Linked DNA regions of Zea mays: regions 1 and 2 are each linked to region 3. Evidence: chromatin contacts called from public Hi-C data. All regions are on one chromosome and are shown on one strand. Each heading gives the region's core, a stretch centred on a gene start, on an enhancer-like site or on the middle of the called end of the contact. The rest is flanking DNA. Distances are from core to core; before and after follow the strand shown. Region 1 has its middle 31 kb from the start of LOC100285050. Region 2 holds the start of LOC100285050 (calmodulin binding protein). Region 3 holds the start of LOC100281624.

The links. A called contact is a pair of places that touch in the nucleus more often than the background predicts.
Region 1: a Hi-C map of leaf shows a contact between it and region 3, with 5 times the contacts expected there. The contact joins the enhancer-like site here to the promoter of LOC100281624 in region 3. A contact is called at or near these places in 14 of 25 Hi-C or Micro-C datasets (bundle sheath, ear, endosperm and 5 more) and 2 of 3 datasets of contacts at active chromatin or transcription factors (leaf and seedling).
Region 2: a contact with region 3 is called in a Hi-C map of ear, with 3 times the contacts expected there. The contact joins the promoter of LOC100285050 here to the promoter of LOC100281624 in region 3. A contact is called at or near these places in 6 of 25 Hi-C or Micro-C datasets (bundle sheath, ear, leaf and 1 more) and 2 of 3 datasets of contacts at active chromatin or transcription factors (leaf and seedling).

What each region holds. Positions count from the first base shown.
Region 1 is chr6:143,362,468-143,366,932 of Zm-B73-REFERENCE-NAM-5.0, reverse strand. No RefSeq gene overlaps it. Among protein-coding and RNA genes, the nearest start is that of LOC100285050, 31 kb to the left of the region's middle. Within about 2 kb of position 2,597, at least 15 of the 20 cell types and tissues checked have an H3K27ac peak or open chromatin away from gene starts, as enhancers often do. A contact at or near this core is called in bundle sheath, ear, leaf and 2 more, where this site is marked.
Region 2 is chr6:143,393,028-143,397,437 of Zm-B73-REFERENCE-NAM-5.0, reverse strand. It overlaps LOC100285050 (calmodulin binding protein), which reads right to left and starts at 1,308. Exons shown (of 9, transcript NM_001157945.1): 1 at 1,189-1,308; 2 at 1-483. The coding sequence starts at 467.
Region 3 is chr6:143,206,610-143,211,558 of Zm-B73-REFERENCE-NAM-5.0, reverse strand. It overlaps LOC100281624, which reads left to right and starts at 2,353. Exons shown (of 1, transcript NM_001154543.2): 1 at 2,353-3,127. The coding sequence starts at 2,479. The coding sequence ends at 2,847.

The sequences.
Region 1 (4,465 bases), core at 1,348-3,847, 160 kb before region 3:
ATCCCCATTATGTTTGATACATCCCCATACCCATACCTATATATACCCATCATGGGTACAAAACTCATCTCATACCCATCCCTATTCGGTTTCGGGTCCTCAATGGGTTCCCATCCCCAATTAAGGAATAACTAGATACTAACATCTAGCATAAACTATCCAGATTTCATATATCACCACATTGGCAAGCACTCATCCATGAACCATTATCCATTCATCCATCCATCAAAAAAGAAATCAGTACTTGGGACCAATATAAGAAATGGAGTCTGCTAGGTTTAATGGCCGACTCGGCCTCAACTCATTCATACAAACAGGACAGATGTACGCGTATGAAATACCCATGGGTAATCGGGTTCGGATTATTGCTTTCCAAACCCATACTCGTTTACCCAATGGGTGGAGATTTTGTCCCATATCCATATCCATGGGGACAATTTTTGTCCCATACCCGTACCCTAATAGGAGAATTCCCCATGAGTTATCGGGTATCGGGTCCCCATTGACATCTCTAGTAAAAATGCAGTAGGAGTCGCTGGGCGGTCAACGCAGATGACCCAAGCGTTTGCGTCACCTCGGCTGAAACGGACTGACAGGGTAGCGGAACTCGCTTTTAAGGTTTGATTGATGACGCCACATCGAGCTTGCGAGGACCGCCACCTCTGCGACACATTCCGGACACAAGACAGCTGTCCAAAGTGTGTGACACTAGCTATTACGTACGCCGACTGAGGTTTGGATTATAGTCTAATATAGATTATATAATTCAGCGTAAATAATTTAGTAGGTAAATAAATATCTAGGTTATAGCTTTATATCATAATAATCTCATAATCTCCTCAAGAGTACAAGATTATTTGAGATTGTTTTTGGTAAAAGATCCACTACACATGATTATTTTCATAAAATTACAACATCTGTCATTTTCCTTCTTTCCCCAAATCACACGCACGCACGGTATTGTTGTCTTTGCGTTTGTGTCTCAAAAATCAATAATCTTCATTCATATAATCTTGCCATCCAAACAGCTACATACAAATTATAATCTAGATTATATAAACTATAATATGAAACAAACATGTCCTAAGACTATCTCCAACAGATATTCTATTCCATCCTCTATCTCACTCCCTATTTCAAACTTCTCTATCTAAACAGTGTTAAACAGTGTCATCTACAGTTCCGCATCCCATATTTTACACAGTCTAAGGGTCTGTTTCTAAGACCAAAGTTTTTCAATATCACGGTTTTACGGTACTACAGTGTTTTTAATGCTATAGCAGAACTAGAGTACATGGCGAGACAAAAACTCCAGTCTAGACCAAAGTTTCTGCTAGAGTATTAGTAATACTATGGTTTTTGGTACAGAGATTTTAAAACCTTTGTCAAACATCTTCTGTATAAAATACCAAAGCATTGTCACACGCTTCTGATGCAATCTGGACAAACGCTCTCTTTATCTGAGAGCCCACCAGCCCAATACAATGTTGTTTAGATCTTTGGACTAAAGTTTAATCCGGATTATATTAGATGTTCATACGTCAATTCAGAAAACTAAATATGAGCTAGCCGAATAATTCATGGCCAATTCGTGAAACAAATCTTTAAATACAATCAATTCATAATTATCACATCTTCATGGATTAATTAGGATTAATAGGTGGTTTATCTCGCAAATTAGCTATGGCTTATATAGTTAGCTCTATAATTAGGTTGCATTTAGTTCTACTAATCCATATCCAAACATCGATGTGACTCAGACTGAAGTTTAGACCTAGGAATCCAATTAAACACCCTTTAATAGAGGGACAAGTGTTTGTTATTAGCCAAATTGCAAGAGCCCAGCAATAGAATATTTATCTTTTATTTCTCCATAAGAAACTTTTAATTAATATTTTTTATCAGGTTCTAAAAATAGCCAACTAAATCCTTTAATAGAGCTTCTCTGTACTAGTGTTAGAGCAACTCCAATAGTTATGCAAATTTTAGCTCTCTAAATCACATATTTAAGAAGTTGCTAAATGACTTTTGGAGTAAAAAAATGTGAGTTCTCCAATAGTTCTCTAAATATAGGTTGTAATTTTATTTTGTATTTATCCACATAAAAAAAAGTCACAAAAACTATATAATGCAGTCAACTTTTTTGTTTAGAGAGTTGTTAAATGGTTGCCAAATGTAAAGAGAAAATGAGGTTAGATGACAAGTTGTTAAATTTAGAAAGTTCATTTAGAGAACTGTTGGAGAATAGTTTTCATATTAACTACCTAAATTATTGATTTAGGAAGTCTTTTAAAGAACTACTGGAGTTGCTCTTACCTTTATATGAAAACTTCAATTTTTAAGTAAAACTTCCATTTTTAGAATATTTTCACTAATGATCGGAACGTTTTCTGGAAAGGCGCAATGACAGTTCAAACTATATTCTATTGGCAAGAAAAGTTTTCATAATCGAGGGGAAAGGAAGGATCTACATCGTTACTACATTACTTTTGTGTTGATGAACCCTATAATGGCATCAACATTTCTACGGTTCTACCTGCAAAGCCAGCATCAAGGGAAGCCCTCGGTCTCGGTCCCCACTAATGGCCCAACTGAGTAGACCTCAAACCTCTGATGGGCCTTGATTAATTCCAAACACCCCACCCTATAGATCGGCCTGCTTATGAAACGGGCTCATTCTTTTGGATCGGATTATTGGTTGTCACAACCTCCCTGCCGTTTACGTACTGAAACGCAGGGCCGTTTGGTTCTAGACTACTAAAGTTTAATTAGAAGACTAAAGTTTACTCTTTATCATAAGAGAACTAAAATACTCTTTATCATTCTCCCGCCGTTAGTGCAACTGAAATAAATGAGAGACAAAAACTAGAATTAATACGGTTTAGTTCTTTTTAGTCACCATTTGAAGAACTAGAGACTAAAATAGTTTAGTGCCTGTTTTAGTCTCACTGTTTGGCAATTTAGAAACTAAATGGAATTAAAATGAAGGGACTAAACCAAACGGGGCCTTAAATATGTAACATGTTTAGTCGTTCATTATACTGTTGGTCAATTGTTTTCAATTGCTGTATATAATAAAAACAAGGAAACACAATGTTAAAGGGTGGAAGCCTTCGTCCCTGAAGTATTATCCCTTCGGGATAACTCTTCAAGGACGAAGGTTGAATGCAGTTGAGCAAAATGCATGAAGTAAGACGAAGTGAGATATGAGAACTCATATCATATGCCTTAGGATATTATTTCTCTCTTCATACAATACAAGTTTACAATCATACATTCGCCTTCTTGATGCAAGATAGCACAAAGGTGTTTCGAAGTTCAGCTATATGAAGCTGTAGCACCTGGATAAAAGTACTTTATGTAGGATACTGTTCATATATTTATAGAGGAGATAAACCGACCTAGTATGGATTTACAACAATGCCCATCCATTTTTACATAAGTCATTTACAAACAGTATCGGAGCAATAATGTACTTTTCTTCTTTCTTAACTTCATGAGTTCCAGCCTTCGTCGCCTAGTTGCTTCATCTTTTCGGCTTATGGCCGAAACTGCTATCTTCGGCTACTATCCTTACCGCTTGCATTTAGATGGTGTTTTTGTATGCCGCTTTCCGTCGAAGCTTGGCTTGGTACTCCTGTAATAACATCTCTGAAATGCACTTGTCAATCGCCGAAGCTAGGTTTTAGACCAGTATTTTTTGAGATTCAAGTGATCGTCACGTATCAAGCTACTTTGCACACCTTCCCAACCGAAGGTTGGCTTCGTCCATTAGTAGTCATACTCCTCAAACACACTAACTTGTGCCGAAATAAGAGGTTAACTGGTTAAGCAAATGATCTTCGGTATAGGAGGTCCCAACATATACTATAATTAAATTAATTTGACTGGTAATAAACAAAAGTGTTTATCATATTAAACTAACGTGTATAAAAATGTACGTACACATGTACAACCCTATTTAATATGAGGTTTTATGAGAGATCTGTAAGGGGCTAAGTGAAAAAAAAATACAAAAGACAGGCTCTTCGCGACTCTCCATACATGTTGTCTTTTGGCTGCATTTATAATATGTCTCATGATTGTATCATACAATTTCTTAGTTGTTTCATGTATTTTAGAAATCGAACCGGCAGAGTCTCAGAATTGTACATGCCCTAAACTACATATGTACATTTCTATACTAATATTAAAGAGAAAAAGTTTTTGTCCTCTCAATTTTTCATCCACTCCCATAACTACCTAGATCATAGAGTTTGTTTTTGTATGTCATCCTGACTCATGATTCATATTAACAGGAGTTAGAATAAATCGTGCCTACCAATAATAAATACGAAGTCCGATTTCAATACGTATTGGTTTGCGCTCTATACAAGTTAAACAACGATGCTACGGAGTCTCATTCCTATATGTATTGGAGTTCCGATGCAATACACAAACACGTTTACTAGTTAATTAAAAAGTG
Region 2 (4,410 bases), core at 59-2,558, 190 kb before region 3:
CGCGACGCCGCCGTCTCGGGCTTGCCGCCGTTGAAGAAGGAGACGGAGCTGTGCTTGAGGGACGCGAAGTCCAGCGCCTTCCACCACAGCTCCTCGATGACCACGGCGCAGTCGGCGAGGTTCCGCCGCGTGCGGTAGCTCTTGTACACCTTCTGGAGCTTCACCGCCGCGGCGTCCAGCTCGCATTTGGGGCTGGACGACACCCGCGGGCTCGGGGTGGTCGTAGTCGGAGACGCCATGAACACCAACTCCGGAACGGAATCCCGCAGGCACTCGCTGGCCCTGCCGTCGTGGTCCATGGAAGCGACTACCGCCTCTGCCTCCCACAGCTTGAAGCTCAGCGACGGCATCAGCTTGCCGTTGGAAAAGCCGGTCCTCCTGTTCACTACCATGGTGCCGTCCTTGGCCCTCGGGCTGGAGATCTCTATGCCCAGAGCTTCAGCCCATTCGTTGCGGTACAATCCCATAAATTGAAGACTCGTCCTGGAAAAGGTCATTTTCAGAATCGCAAATTCAGGTTTAGCAGGTCGAATGAACAGAGACATCTGAAGCAACTTGCAAAGAACAGAGAGAGAACCGGCTGTGCTGAGTGCTGTGCTGTGCTCTGCTCTGGTGACAGAGTCAAAGTCAGAGAGAAGAATGAAGTGAACCAAACAAACACTGGCAACAAGCAGCCGGCGGAAACGACTCGAGGAGGTCAGGCCAAGGCAGACAAGGACTTCCACGGCGGCAACCACACCGGCCGGTGTAAACAAAAAGCTAGACGCGAAATATAGCAGCCATGCCTACAATTCTCTTCCTTGCAGTCGCAGCTCTTGCCATGGCAAAAAGAAGTCAGCGAGACTTAAAAAGATATGTTTTTTTTTTACTTTTAAAATTTTTATTATGCACGAAGGATGGGTGCATCAGAAAACGTGGAAGAAACAGCCTGAATTGCATTGAACCGGGGTAGGATTCATGAACCTGGGGGAAGGGAAGGAACACCCGGCTAGCGTACGTCATTGCTAATGAAACTTTTGGTTCAAGGCTCTTCACTATATAGCTTAGCTAGCAGGTAGAGGTCCCAGTATTGCATCCGCATCTAGCAGGTCGTAGACTAATCCCAGTCCTAATCAAGAACACAAGCCCCAAACTAATCTAATCCGAGAGCAGAAGCAAAGGACTGGACTGACTGATGATGCTCCTTACCTGGTGGTCTCGGTGTGGGAACGGCGCAACCTTCTCTGCTCTGAAATCTTGGGGAGAGAATGCTTCCGAAGAGGCTGGAGTTGCGATTTGGCTCTCGCTCTGCTGATGTTACTGCGACCTGACGAGCTGCCACTGCTCTCTCATATATATAACGAAATCTAGGACGGGACCCACACGCTGAATGGCCCAGCAATTCTCCCCAGAGATGTAGAAAACGGCAGCCGCAGCAGCAGCAGCCTGCGAGACGTTCCCCGTTCCCCAAGAAACGCTAGACTCTTCGGTCATTGCTGAAGTTGCAACGCGCTGCTTGCGCTTGCAGCTTTCAACTGGTTGAGTTGAACGTTCTTCCGGTTTACACCTTGCCCAACCACTCTTTTTAATACACACCCTTTTGTTGTGAAGACTTTCATTCCAGAGCAGGGGTGGGGCTCAAGCCCTACCAAAGCCCTCTCTAAAATTTAAGATATATAATATGTATTTTATGATTATATTGTTCATTGATGTTTTAATATAATGTCACTTTAAAGTATTACATACGTGAGTGATTTAGTGAGATTATATCTAATATAACAGTTTACTTTAGCCCCTCCTATAATTTTGTCTGGATCGGATCCTTCACTGATTTCAGGACAGGGGAACATACATGTAGAAGTGGTCATAATTCCTTTTTTTATCTTTTAGTAGTTACTCCAGCGTACAAGGTTCTAACTAGCTAGTTGACCGTGCTTTGCTACGGTTTTTATATATCATATAAATAAGTATTAATATATTTATTTAAATATAATTATTGTTTATTTCTAAACACTAAAGTACGTGTGGTCTGGTGGTTAGACCCAAATTCCAGAGTTGGGGGTAGCTGCACTTTTTTGCGCGGCGTGGTAGCTGCGTGAGTACGGTCGGGTGTTGAGCAGGCGCAGATGCTGACTGTGTAGGCGCTTGGATCCACAGCAGTAGTGTAGTATAGATAAATAGATATTGAGATATTTATAAACACTAAGGTATGTGGGGTTTGGTCGTTATCCCAAATGTTTGGAGCAAGGCGGTATGGATTCGAGTGCTCGCTTTGCACTATTTTTTGCACGTTGTGGTAGCACGGAGGGTGAAGTCGTGGTATCATCAGGTGCCTTAATAGATTATATAGATATAGAAGATCATCATGTAATGCCAAAATTTGGTTACTAGTGCTCTCCGTTTTTGAGCTCATATATAAAACATTCTTTATGAAAGGTTTGAATATCAAGCACTCCATGTGTGTATAGCCCTTTTGATGAGTAGGAATGGAGATTTTCGTAAAGCATTTTATCTAACCTTGTAAAATAGTTATCTAGTGTATGTTTGGAAGCACTAATTTTTTAAGAAACTAGGGTACTTCCAAATAGACCAATTTATGCTTCAATTTTTAGAAATTGAATAGACAGTTTCTAAGAAACCAAGAAGATACCTTCCTGAGCTAAAATCAGTTTTGCCCGACAAATTACGTATTGCCCTTAGTTGGTTTGATGGAAATTACGATGATTGCCACCACTCTCAGGCCTATGCATGCGATCTCCTCGATGCCTTCTCTACCCATTTTGAATGTTTATTTAATATTTGAAAATTTTGAATTAAAAATATGAGTTCAATATATATTTAACATTAGTAGCAAAGAAAAATGAACGGAATAATTGAATCATTTACTTTTAAAATAGAGTAAAGGTAGACTTACCTTTTTTTTAAAAAAAAAAAGCTAGAAACTAGTTTCAAGAAACTAGGTTCCAAACCGGTATACTCATTTCTCTCTCTCAATAAATCAGTTTTTAGAAACTAGGGATAAAACCAAATTCTTAGAAACCGTGGTACTTCAAATAAGCTCTAAATATTGTCATGCATCTTCTATTTCTGGAGATTTCTTGCTAGTTAAAGATAGAAAACGAGTATAACTCTCTGGAATTCAAACAAGCTAGAAAAACTTTTAGAGAGTAAAAATATACAGAAGACGATTTTTATGTAAACAACTGTTCAAACGATGATTTAGGTTTGAAATTTAGCACATCAATGTGATGGTTCTGAGGGAAACAAGTCGGTTCGTGACTTTATAGCTTGCCGGTGGTTCCACACGGTACTGTTACACTGTTACGTGAACCAAAACACGCTTTAAGTTGTCCAATCGTTAGTCCGGCACACATGCTGACATGCATGTTTCAGTTAGCGCCTAATATATCCAGCATTTTGCTCCTTGGTCTGTGGAGCCCTAGGATATTTTCAGAATCTACCTTACCACGAGGATTCTTCAAAGAGAACTCTTTCACTTGGGTAGGTGTTTGGGACTGTTTCATTTTTAATTTAAATAATAAATAAAACGACCTGTATAAATGTCTTCTAAAGGTTCATAACAACATCTCCACGATTTTCTGGACTATCTAATGACCTCCTGCACCAACTTCACTAATTTTTATGGAGCTAGAGTAGTCCCAAACAACCACGGATTAGGAGCAAACTTTTAAAAAAATAAATTCATCATATTATTGTTGACAATTGTTTCTCAATAAAAAGAATTTAACTATTTATCCCCAATAGACATGACATCAATAATATTCTAATTATACAACTCACCATTTTTAGAGAAAAAAATGCTAGTAGAATCGACTCTGTTTAGGTTCAGGCGATTAAATGTGAAAAATATATTCAGTCCGTCCTAAAATATATTTCGTTTTAGATTAATTATATATTTATTAAGGAATATATAAATGTTGTTTGTATGTATACGTCTATATTTATTATCATTTGAACGAAAGTAGACGGAAAAAAGTGTGCCAGAAAGAATGATATTTTGGCATATGGAGGGAGTACTCCGTATATCTTAAACTGCAATGCAACAGAAACACTTTTCGGACAATAATTGAAGACAGAGGCAACAGGCAGGCACCACAGCCGAACCTTAAAACCACTGCGTTCTTTTTAGACAAATTAAAACAGACTTTGAAGTAGTAGTACTGTTTGATTGCACGTGTGCCAAATTTTAGATAAAGATTCTTCAAAAGTAGAGAAAAAGGGCCTAATGACCTTTCAGTACGTTTCTTTTTCTCTCTCGATCGAATTCCGACCCATAGAACATCAGCAAGTTAATGCGGGTAATGCACTGGACCATTCATGCACCACACACCGTACCATGCATACCATAGCACTGGACCATTTGAAAGAGTCAGAAAGGCAGCTAGCTAGGGCTGACCTAGTACGTGCGTG
Region 3 (4,949 bases), core at 1,104-3,603:
AGCCACAAGCTTTTAGGAAGAGGCAAGTATCTCCCAAGCCATAAAAAGGATAATAAATGTGTCAGATTAAAATAGTGGCAATCGACATTACCGGGTGACACCCGACATTGTCGGGGTCTCGCACTATTGCGCCTAGAACAATACTATCGTTGCCCATATGCTTTGCGAAAAATAAATTCTCGACATTACCGGGTGACACCCGACATTGTCTGGGTCTCGCACTGTTGCGCCTAGAACAACACTGTTGTTGCCCATATGCTTTGAGAAAAATAAATTGGATTGTTCCAACAACACTAATATACATAAATATTTATCAAGCACATATTCTGCTCATAAAAGTTTTAAAAGAAATAGAATAGGAGCAAAAATGTAACATTAATTGAATCATATGGGCATGATCACATTTAAATTTTATTTTTATTATGGTAGACCATCAACCAGATTATGTGAGATTTCAAGCAACGTTTCAAAAATCAAGAATGTTTAGTTCACTCATCAATTTGCAAAACATTTAATCATCAAGAGACTTTGTGAAGATATTGGCTAGTTGTTTTTTGGTTCATACATGATGGATTATGATTTCACCTTTTGTTTCGTGATCTCTAAAGAAGTGATGGCATATTTCTATATGTTTAGTTCTTGAGTGGATAATTGGATTGTTGGTTAGATTTATGGCACTTTAGTTGACACATAGGAATGGGATTTTGGTGGAGTGACATCCAAATAACTAAATGTTTGTCACATCTAAAGAAGTTGTGTAATAAAGTGCTCAGTTCTTAAACAATTTCAGCAAGTTCTCTTTTTCTTGTTTGGAAACCTCCTTTTCACATCCTTGTATCCTTCCTTATTTGGCCCTTTACAATATCACTTCACAATTAAGGTAATATCGCCAATCTCTTCAAATTGCTCTTCATCACTTTCACTTATGAGGTGTTGGTTTGAGGAATCACTATATCCAAAATGAAATGATGCATCATGTGTCCATTCCTCAAATTTAGTGGGATGACTCCATTCCATATATTAGTACTAAATAACTAACTATGAGGAATGAGGTGGTGATGGATTAACTCATTCCATTCCACAAACCAAACAAAAAAATGAGGAGTGAGAAGATAATGGACTAACTCATTCCTCAAACCAAACACCCCATTAATGAGGATGTTGATTCTAGCCTTTCTTTAGTCTTTGCGTGCACTTCCACCCTACTAGATGATGGTTCTTTCTTGGTTTTTGTCTTGTTATTGATGGATTGCTTGGTAGTATTGTTGGCCCTTAAAGCTATAGATTATGGGCCATGACTAGGCTAGCCTGATCAAGGCTACATGAAAATAGTTTGCCATAATCTATAGCAACAAGGATGACTGTAGCATAAATTTAGAGAAATTCGATGAGGTTGATGGTCCCATTGTGTTTCTCTAGAAGGTGAAGGCAAAACTATTTTGTCCATTCAACCTGATAAAGAACGGAGAATAGTGACATGCAGCGGACACCAATTGGGTGCCCTAGGTTCGATGCTACGCCCCCCGGTAAAAGTGCTTTAAACTGGCGCCATGTTTCTCTGGTCCTATGATTAAGCTCCGAAGTCTTGGAGGAGCTTCAAGCGATAGAAGCCAAGGATACTATCGACAAGGAATGATACCATCATGTTTCCATGTTGGTTTTAGTTGCATTTCCCGAAATATGAAGTAATCTAGGGTTACCTCTAGCCATCAAAATGAACTTGGTGACATGACGTCGTCATTGCTTGGTGACCACCTTGCCAGTGTCTATCCCACCGTATTTGCCAGTGTCTATCCCGCCGTATGGCAACTGCAGGGAGCCCTAGAACTTGCCGTTGCATACATCCGTTCTTTTCTAACTTTCGTATACCTGCTATCCTAAAAATAATAATAACTCATAGTACAATCTAAATAGTGGGATATGAATTCAGACAATAGAAGCACTATTGGTCATTGTATCAATTTTAGCGCTAATTAAGGGTACGTTTAATTAGAGAGTCAACTAAAATAAAATAGTTCTATTCTAATTTTGTTTTAGAATGAAGCCGTTCTATTACCGGCCAGATCAATCGGCCACCCGCGGGTCGAGGTTGCTCGCGCAGCCGAGGATCCCTACGCTACGCACGCTATTCTTTTTGGTGAGCGCGCGTCGGTATCGCTATATGAGCCCCACGCGCACCGAAGCGAGGAGAGGGGTCGCACTTTGCTTCAAGTCCCTTCCCTTCCCGCTCATCCACCACGTGACGCCATCTGGGCCCCACCGTTGGGCGTCGCCTTCCGCCTGACGTCACTCCTCCATGTGCGGCAGCTCCTATATATACGGGCCTCCCCCACGTCCTCCGGCCCGGATCTTGACGGCGACCACGCTACCAGGCACTGACGCCGTGAACTAGTTAGTCATAGCCCCCCCCCTGAAATCCCAGTCTCCCAAGTCCCAACCAAGGAGCCTTGTGCCCATCCCATCCGTCGTCGTCTGGACATGCAGGGAGGTGTGAGCTGCGTCGGCGGGCGGCTGGGCCTGACCATCGACCCGGCTGGCGACGGGGAGGCCCCCGCGGAGCGCGTGGGGCGGTTGGTCCGCGAGAGCCCCGTGGTGATCTTCGCCTGGCGCGGGTGCTGCATGTGCCACGTGATGCGGCAGCTGCTGGCGGCCGTGGGCGCGCACGCGACGGTGATCGAGCTGGAGGAGGCCGCCGAGGAGGCCGCGGCGTCGGCCGCCGCCGCCGCCGCCGTGCCGGCGCTGTTCGTGGGCGGCGCGCCCGTGGGCGGGCTGGACGGGCTCATGGGGCTCCACCTCAGCGGCCTCCTAGTCCCGCGGCTCCGGGAGGTCGGCGCGCTCTGCGGCTAGGCCGGGCCGGGGCGGCGTCGTCACTTGCTGGTGGTCTGGTCTCTCTGTCGATACACGGGTACGGTACGTTACGTTACGTAATTTAGGGGAAGCTGAGGGGGGTTGGAGCGAAATGGCCGTGTGACGTTTGTATACAGACGTCGTTGCTAGTTCTGTCTGTGCTTTGCTTTGCTGTGTGGCGCTGGGGCCGGGTGAGGTGGTTGGCTAAAGTTGAAGACCTATGTGAGAAATGCCTGGGTGTAACTGTAATTAATACGTTTGTCCTGCACGAGTTTGTTAACTGCGTCCCTGGTTCTCCTCTGCTTTTGCTTGGCTGGTGGTATAACCATGTGATTATTGCACAATTTCCCCCACGCTATATATTCGTATTGTATGTATGCATGCGTGTATTCGACTGCAATATAGTCGAAAGGGATAGAAGAATTGAATTCAAAATGTAAAAGTGTACTCTGGTCCTACTTGTAGTTGGAGTGACCATCGGCGAGCGAGCGAGATAAGCTATTAAACGAGGAGGGTGAATGGGTGCCGTAGACGTCACTGGATCGACTCAGCATATATGCAATGCAACGCTAGCTCAAGGCAGGTAGGTAATTTGTCTACGTCTGTCTCCCTGCAAAACTGAACCTGTTTTATGTGTAGCCAAAGCACACGAAGGCATCATCCGCGCGTGCAAATTGAACCTGTCCATTTTTTTTGGCCGCGCCCAATCTTACAAGGAATCGGTCGGCTGGAGTGGCCCAATACCCAAAGATAAGGCCATGTACAGTAGGAAGACATCAAAACGATTCTCTAAGCAAAAGAGACAATTAATAGATTATATTATAAAATGAAGTGTCTATAAATGTAGCGCACTAATAAATATAAAATTAAATATGCTTGTATAGCATCTACCTTAAACACCAATGTACATGCTCTAAGTGCCTTGCGCTCACTTAACTAGGGCTAAAAATTAATAACCTTACAGCAATTCTAATAAGTAGATTAACTATTAGCCAAACACAGGACTACTATATCGGTTCTTTATATATGCATTCGAAGACTGTGTTCACATACAATTAGGGCATGTAATCGGATCGAATATGGACAGATATATCACTGAAACCATATTTGTTTTTATATTTTTATTCGAATTCGAATACGAATACAAATACATATGTTCTCATATACATATACGGATAGTCGTGTGTCGAATACGGAACTAGTTGGACACGGGTAGCATCAATAAAAAAATCGGATATCGTGTAAGACATCGCCACACATATCATAGTTCTTGTAATCATTTAGCTCTTCCTTAAATCCCAACATTTTTTTAGTATTATATGTGGACATATGCTACACCTCCATAAAATTCCATGAATTTCTAATGCTATTTTGCGTATTATTAATTTATTTATGTAGAAAATCGTTAAAATTCAATTAAATTCATAAAGTTTATATTCTAGTGTCGACCAGAAATTGCAAATAGTTATCGAGACTAATAAACATTCTACAAGAAAATGATCTCAAGTACCCACACAAAAATGATAAAAGTTAAGTATTGTTTATGTTCAAACTTGGATACCTCTGGTGATTTCACATGTAACTCAGGCAATAAGTGAAAGTGAAACGAAAGTATTGTTTTTTGAGAATTCTATGTAAACATATGTTGCCCTCTCCATCAAATTTCATGAAATTCATTTCTTTATGTAGAAAACCATCAAAATGCAATTAAAATCCATAAAATATTCTAATGTCGATAAAAAATTGTAAATAAGTTACCAAAACTAATAAACATTCTATACGAAGATAACCTCAAATCCCCCAAGTGAAAATGATAAAGTGAAGTATTAGTTTATGTTGAAATTTAGATACTTACGGTGATTTCATAAGTAACTCATGCAACAAATGAAATTGAATTGAAAGAAATGTTGACATTTTATAGTCCAAACATTTTTAGGACGCTATATGGACATATATTGACCCTCTATCAAATTTCATTAATTTCTGAGAGCTATTTGTGAATTGTTTTTTTTTCTATAGAAAATTATCAAAATGCTGTTAAATTCATAAAATATTCAAGTGTACGACCGAAAATTGCAAATAGGTTACCATGACTAATAACA